Regions from separate parts of the Sus scrofa genome. Here region 2 is linked to region 1. A link is a contact called in public Hi-C data. All regions are on one chromosome and are shown on one strand. The core of a region is the stretch at or near the end of the contact, and the rest is flanking DNA. Distances in the headings are between cores, read along the strand shown. Region 1 overlaps LOC110261340 (a long non-coding RNA gene). Region 2 holds the start of LOC110261334 (zinc finger protein 324A-like).

Region 1 (3,762 bases), core at 72-2,571:
TACAGCTCCAATTCAGCCCCTAGCCTGGGAACTTCCACATGTGGCAGATGTGGCACTTAAAAAAAAAAGAAAGAAAATTAATGCAGCAAATGGGAGTTCAGGGCCAAGCCAGGCCTCTCCCCACCCCCAATGGATCCTAAAGGGTGGAGACAAATCGCCTTCAAACAGGGCCCCCACCTCCAGGCCTAGCTGCACCCAGAGCCCCCTCTCTCCACATTCCCACCTCAGATGACTCAGGGTATTCACAGGGTCTCCTGGCCTCACCCAGAGATGACTCGCCCACTATAAGGGGGGCAGGGGTCCCTTTAGAATGAGAAATGGAGCAAGGGAGTGTCTTTAGTATCTCAGCTGCCTTCCTCAGTCTCTGCCAAAAATGCACACTCTGGACCCACTCAAGAGGAGAGGCAGACAATCAAGAGACATCCTTCACAACTGGCCTGGGCTCCCCAAATGCCTCCTCAAGACTGGGAACTCAAGGAAGTCACAGACCCAAGGCCAAAGAAGACGGGGCCCTGGGCTGGCTGGGGCCCAGGAGTAGACATGTTTCCAGGAAGTTGTTGGGGTGACGGGGGAACAGGGACCAGACCCTGGTATGGAGGTGAAGATGGTGGAAATGTCCAGCTTAGCTGAGAGACAGGTGTATATATAACGGGCGGTGGAAGGGAGAAGAGGGAGGGTACGGGAGAGAGAGGCAGATACAAATATAACAACAGGTGAACGTGAACAAAGGGTATGCAGAAGTTCTATGACCTTTTCTATACATTTGAAAGTTTCTTATAAAGGTTTAAAAACAATTCTCAGCGGCCCCCACAGCCCCCTGCCGTCTGAGCCATCCTTGCCCTGCCACGACTGGGTTTCCCTCGCCCACCCAGGAGGTCCCAGAGCAGAGGCAGGCACCTCATTCAAACCGAATCCACGCGGGTGACTGGGGGGAAAGGCAGGGCGACCCAAGGGCAGAGACAACCTCCATTCCAGGATGCTGCTCAGGACGGCTAAGCACGGCCCTTGCTCCCGAACACAGGGCCTCCCCGCTCCCACCTGGGCGCCCATGAGGGGCACACTCAGCCCTCGAGCCCCCTCCCAGGACACACATCTAGGGCCTCGTGACCCTTCCCCATCGACGGCACACGGGAAGTGATGCCTGGCCTCTCCCCGACGAGGGCCGACCCCTGCCCCGCCCCTCCCGTCACCTCCGAACGCGGACGCGTGCGCCAGCGGGTCAGATCGTTAAACCCTCCGGCCCCAAGGCGTAGGGACAGACTGCGCGAGCGCGCGGAGCCCGCGACTCCCAGAAGGCAGCGGGGAAAAGGGGGCGGGCCGAAGGCGCGACGACAGAGAGGACAACCAATTAAAGGCCGAGCTATCCTCGCGAGACCCTCGCTCCTTCCTCCAGGCGCCTGAGCCGTCCTTGATGCCATGGCAACGACGTAAACAAGAAGAGCCGAGGGACCAGGGGAGGAAGGAGGGCAACGCAGAGCAGAGGTGGCAAGGAAAAGTGAGGACACCCCACCCCGCAAAAGGACGCGCACACCAACGATGGCGAGACCAGGAAGCCCAGAATCCCAGAGACAGCGAGATACAGAGGACAGACACAAGGAGACTGACAGATGGAGACGGCCAAAGGGGCGAAGTCGGACTCAGAGAAGGGGAGATCCAGAGACTGGGAAGCTCCTATGTGGAGAGAGAGCCAGACAGAGGCAGACAGAAATAGACAGACCTAGAATGAGGAAGACAGAGTCCCTGGCAAAGAAGACCTAAAGATGAAGGCAGGGAAGATGAGAAGCAGAAACAAGGAGACGACAGAGACCCGCAGCCCTAGAAATAGAGATGGGGACACGACACCCAGAGACAGGGATGTGGGGGCAAAAAAGGAGGCTCTGCATGTGCAGGGAACTGACAGAATTCGAAGACTACCCCTGCTGGGGGTTCCAGGAGTCGCTAAAGTGGAGGAAAATGTAAGAGGAGCATCTGTGGTAAGTGATGTGCTCTGAAACCCAAAAGAGGCATCCTCAGTAGACAGGGCCAGGAGACTGCTTCCCATTCCAGAATTTTCTGGTTTTTATTTTATATTGTTTTATTTTACTTTATTTGCTTTTTAGGGCCGCACCTGTAGCATATGGTAGTTCCCAAGCTACAGGTGGAATCGGAGCTACAGCTGCCGCCCTACGCCACAGCCACAGCTACGTGGGAGCCAAGCGCGTCTGCAGTCTACGCCACAGCTCATGGCAACGCTGGATCTCTGACAGAATGAGGCCAGGGATGGAATCACATCCTCATGGATACTAGTCAGATTTATTTCTGCTGCACCACGATGGGAATTCCCCATTCCAGAAGTTTCTAAGTGGCAGTTTATGAGGCTGTCATCTTCTGTGAGCTGATTTTATTATTTTTTATTTTCTTTTTTCAAGATTTTTATTTTTATTATAGTTGATTTACAATGTTCTGTCAATTTCTGCTGTAGAGCAAAGTGACCCAGTCATACATATATATATACATTCTTTTTCTCACATTATTCTCCATCATGTTCCATCACAGGTGACTAGATATAGTTCTAGTCACTATACAGCAGGATCTAATTGTGTGAGTTAATTTTTTAAAACGTATCGCTTCTCGGCCTTTTGGCTAAGATCAAGTGTAATTTTTTAAAACGTTTCCCTGGGAGATGCCTGGGTGGCCTAGTAGGTTAAGGATCCGGCATTGTCACTGCTGTAGCTTGGGTCACTGCTCTGGCGACGGTTGGATCCCTGGCCCAGGAACTGCGGGCATGGCCAATAAATAAATAAATGTTTCCCTGAACATTTTTTTTTTTTTGTCTTTTTGTCTTTTCTAGGGCCGCACCTGCGGCATATGGAGGTTCCCAGGTTAGGGGTCTAATCGGAGCCATAGCCACCAGACTACGCCACAGCCACAGCAACGTGGGATCCAAGCCGTGTCTGCAACCTACACCACAGTTCACGGCAACGCCGGATCCTTAACCCACTGAGCAAGGCCAGGGATGAAACCCGAAACCTCATGGTTCCTAGTCGGGTTCGTTAACCACTGAGCCATGGTGGGAACTCCTCCCTGAACATTTTTGTTTGTTTTTCTTGGCTGCACCCTTGGCCTACAAAAGTTCCTGGGTCAGGGATCGAACCCCAGCCACAGCAGTGACAACGCTGGATCCTTAACCCATTAGGCCACCAGGGCACTCCCTTGAACACTTGTGTGTGTGTGTGTGTGTGTGTGTGTGTGTGTGTGTCTTTTTATGGCCACACCTGTAGCATATTGAGGTTTCCAGGCTTGGGGGTCAAATTGGAGCTGTAGCTGCAGGCCTACACCACAGCAATGCCAGATCTGAACTCCATCTGCAGTGACCTACACCACAGCTCATGGTAACTCCAGATCCTTAACCCACTGACTGAGGCCAGGGATCAAACCCATGTCCTCATGGGTACTAATCAGGTTTGTTATCACTGAGTCACAGCGGGAACTCCTTACATATTTATTCACAACAACGCTCCATTTTTGGGGTTAAAAACATGAATTTTATGAATTTCATGAATTTTAACTTGTATAAACACCAACACAATAAGAACAATAAATAGATCCATTGCATAAAAAACTCCTTCCTGCTGACCTGCTGTCCTCCACCCATAACCCTGGAAACCACTGATCTGTTTTCCTTGGCTGTAGTTCTGTATTTTCCAAAAGGTCACATAAACAGAATCAACAGAGTATGTTGACTTTTAAGATTGGCTTTTTTCCACTGAATATAATTTCTTT
Region 2 (3,833 bases), core at 745-3,244, 260 kb after region 1:
TGAGCCCAACTTCTGCTCATCCCCTGGGACATGCACCTCGTTCCCCTTCCCCATCTCTGTGGAAAACAGTTGATTCTTTCAGCTGCTCAGGCTAAAAATCTGGAGACCTTCTGGGCTTATCTCTTTGATCCATCAGCCAATTCGGCTGGCTCTGCCTTCAGAAAACATCAGACATCTCAGGTTAATGATTTTAGTGCTTTTCAGAGTTCCCGTCATGGCTCAGTGGTTAACAAATCTGACTAGGAACCATGAGGTTGTGGGTTCAATCCCTGGCTTCACTCAGTTGGTTAAGGATCCAACTGTGGCTGTGGTGTAGGCCAGTGGCTAAGCTCCGATTCGACTCCTAGCCTGGGAACCTCCATATGCCGTGGGAGCGGCCCAAGAAATGGCAAAAAGACAAAAAAAAAAAAAAAAAAAAGATTTTAGTGCCCCTCTATGTGTGGGAGAATGCAAGAGTCTGGGCTCCTTTGAATTATTCCTTAGTTGTGCATCTTAACTTCTTGGGCCGGTATGCCAAGCACAGAGTGCTTTTTGCTTTTCTCCATCCTGAAATTCCCTCCGGGTGACTCTCTGCTGAGGCTGATGGCTTGATCCTTGTATACCTGGAGTGGCCAGCAACACTGTTTACTGGAATGACAGGAAAACATTCTCTACCCACAAATACATTGGGCTTTATTGTTTCAAAGTGATGGAGTTCTTGCTGTGGTGCAGGAGGTTAAGGATCCACTGCAGTGGCTTGGGTCGACAGTGTGGTGCAAGTTCGATCCCTGGCCCAGGAACTTATGCATGCCACGAACACAACGGAGGCGGGGGGCGGGGGGATCATCGACTTGACACAGATTAGTTTCATATTGAGTTACAACAGCTCTATTCGGTGGGTACCACTATTGTACCATTGTATGTATTGTTAGAACAGCGGAGTCAAGAGAAACAGAGGCTGAAGCAGTGAGCTCACAATCAGGTTTATTAACCTAGTGGCAGGGAACATTGAGCGGAGAGAACTCAGGCTCCCCGATTCTGGGGCAAGGGCTTTTTTATAGTTAGGGTTTCATGTGATAGGTGACAGTTTCAAGGAAAAAAGGGAAGGGGGCTTGGGAATCAGGGATGGAGGGTGTAGGTCATTAAATGTGAATTTTAACAGCCCTTTGGTCTCTGTTTATTTTGAGGTTTAACAGCTCCTTAAATTATCTTGGACCTGGGGCCTGCATCCCTGCTGAGTCTGTTTTTCCTGTTTGCTTGGTGTCTGGAGCCCGGGTGGAATCTCGATGGTAGGGTTATGTTACATCCTCCATTTGGTATCCGCCCCCCTCCAGTTTACATATACCACCTAATATGTATGAGGACTAAGCACCCTGCAAAAAAGACCATCAGCGTGAAGTGCAGAGGAAATCTTTTATCCTCTGTCAGCAGTAGTCAGTCTGTATTGAGGCCGCCCTTCCTTCAGATTTTATGTGTCGGAGACAGGGAGGTCGGTCTTCCCCACAAAAGGCACAAGAAATTAACATCGTGACATGCTGGTAAGACCTGGAGGACCTGGGGACAAGCAAGTCAGCTAAGTACTTTTTGCGGGGTCCAGCCGAGCAAGGAAAATAAATGGTTGGAGGAAGTCTCAGAGAAGGATGTCAGAGGCTAGAAAAACTTAGGGCACGGGCTGTTCCCCACCTGCGGGGACGCAGACTCGCAGAGGTCCAACCGCGTCCTAGTCGGGGTCCAAGGAAGGAGGCGCGGGGTGGGAACTGCCGTGGGCTTTTGTCCCAGTCCCGCGCCTCGGCAGGTCTATTTCTGCACCTTCAGTGTTTCTCCGCAGCGCGGGGCCACCAGCTAGGAATCCTTCCCACGCGCAGCCGGGGACTCCACTCCCGGCCCCGCCCCGCCCCCCCGGCGCGCTTTGCCGTTGCCGTGGAAACCGGGAGGGCTCCGCCCACAGTGCCGTAAGGCAGGCGGGAACCACGCCTCCCAGAAGGCTCTGCGCGTGCGTCAACAGCACGACCCCGACCAATGAGGGCTCTCGAGATTGCACTTCCGGCGTCCGGGACTGTCACCTGGCTGCCGGCGTCGGGCCGCTCCGGTGACGGCCGAAGCGCGCCGGGTGGGGGCCGGTTTTGTTGGAGGGTCTGGAGGCCAGTGGTGCCGGCAGCAAGGAAGGCGCGGCCGGGAACCCAAGACGTCGTCAGCGGAGACTGCGGGCTCCCTGCCGGTCCCCGGCCTCAGTTTCCCGAGGTGTGGCGTGGGAATCACTCGAGCCACGTGCTCTCTGGCCCCCGTGCCGCCCCACCGCGGCGCCCTTGGCAGAGGGGAGAGTGAGGCCCGGCACCAGGACGCCCGCATCTTTCTACAGGTTCCGATGGCGGCAGTGACGCAGACAGACTCAGCTCAGGTGAATAACGGGAGCCCCAGGCCCCCAACCGCCCTGATGCCTCCTCCATGGTCCCGAGTCCCGACCGAGGGAGGCACTTTTTCTGGACGTTTTATTTTCCCCTCGCGCTTGGTCCTAGGCACAGGCGTCCCGGCTGCTTGGGCGTGCACGCGTGTGATCCCCACTTCTGGCAGCCAAGGGGGTGAGGTGTGGAGGGAAGTTCTAAGGGAAGCGTCCCCCTTGTGCAAAAGCAGGGAGGGAAGCCTGCGTCTAGGCGCTTCTGGAACTGAGCTACTCGACAGGCAGAGGCATGTGTGCTTGAAAGAGCAGATGGAGGAGTTAAGACTATTCCGAGAGCACCAGGAGAGTGGACTTGTTGCTGTTTTATAAGGTATCTCACGTTTGCTGAGTGAGGAACAGACTTAGAGGGGGTGCTGGTGTGCAGGGAGGAGGCTACCACTACAGTCAGTGGAATTAGGAAAAGCCTTTGAACTCTGGATAGATCTGCTGATGCTTCAAGGGCAGTGTGAGTGTTCTAAGTGAAGAGCCGTTCGCCTGAGCACCCGGAAGAATGGAGCCGCCTAGCACTTTCACAGGTCCTCCCCTGGGCAGTGGGGCCAGGATTTGGTAGCTGGTGCTTAAACTGAAAACCCTTGATTACATCCTTGCCTTGGGCAAGAGATGTATTCTCAGTGGGACAGAGAATAAGAAGAACGGAGCTGTAGACAAAACCAGGCATTTGCAGGGAATGTCGATTTCAGGGGAAACTGGCAAGAGTCTGCGATGTCTCCGAGTGGAGGAGTCACAGGGACCTGGAAGGAGTAGACACCCAAGGACACCCCAGTCCTGTCGTCCTTAGTGAGGCAGGGTCTGGGGATCAGACTTAGCAGGGGGGGATCTCAGGGACTCAGATGGGGACAGCCGTGGGCATCTCGGGCTCGAGGGAGAGGAGGAATGGCTAGCAGTCCCTGGGGCTCTCCGAGGTCGTCTGGCAGGTGGCAGAGGAAAAGGAGAGAGGCAGCCAAGTGAGAAGGAAATAGGGGGGCCTGGCGCTGGAGGGAGAAAGGAACTGGCTTCTTGTCTGCCTGCCAGATTCTTGGGGGCAGCCTTGTGGGAGTTGAGGGGATCAGCCAGTCCTTCAGGTTTGAAGAGCAGCTTTGAAATGTCAGGCGGGTTGAGCACAGGAGGGTGGCCCTCCAGGGATGGGCACGTGCTAATGGGGCTGCTACAGTTACTGACGGCAAGAGCAGCGTGGGTGCCTGTGGAAAAAGTCCTCTTGTATAAAGGCCGGAGGCCCAGCGGAAGCCGGGGGCTTGCTCTGGCTGCCGGGTGGGGTGTGGTCTGGAGGGTGGAGTGGGGTGGTGGCTGAGGAGGCCCAGATGGGCAACGGAGGAGGGCCCCGGACAGGTGAGGGGGTTCCATCTGCAGAGGCTTGGTCAAGGAGGCGGAGCGTCTGAGGGACATCAGGGGCGGTCGC

What was found. A called contact is a pair of places that touch in the nucleus more often than the background predicts.
Region 2: a contact with region 1 is called in a Hi-C map of undifferentiated spermatogonia, with 1.6 times the contacts expected there. The contact joins the promoter of LOC110261334 here to the enhancer-like site in region 1. A contact is called at or near these places in 1 of 5 promoter capture datasets (liver), 7 of 47 Hi-C or Micro-C datasets (embryonic fibroblasts, epiblast stem cells, mesenchymal stem cells and 4 more) and 1 of 2 datasets of contacts at active chromatin or transcription factors (alveolar macrophages).

Annotation. Positions count from the first base shown.
Region 1 is chr6:62,780,075-62,783,836 of Sscrofa11.1, forward strand. The region is part of intron 1 of LOC110261340 (a long non-coding RNA gene); the gene reads right to left. Among named protein-coding and RNA genes, the nearest start is that of ZNF135, 28 kb to the left of the region's middle. Within about 2 kb of position 1,322, at least 44 of the 83 cell types and tissues checked have an H3K27ac peak or open chromatin away from gene starts, as enhancers often do. A contact at or near this core is called in alveolar macrophages, retroperitoneal adipose tissue, skeletal muscle and 2 more, where this site is marked.
Region 2 is chr6:63,041,270-63,045,102 of Sscrofa11.1, forward strand. LOC110261334 (zinc finger protein 324A-like) reads left to right here and starts at 1,995. Exons shown (of 4, transcript XM_021097374.1): 1 at 1,995-2,220; 2 at 2,339-2,377. The coding sequence starts at 1,999.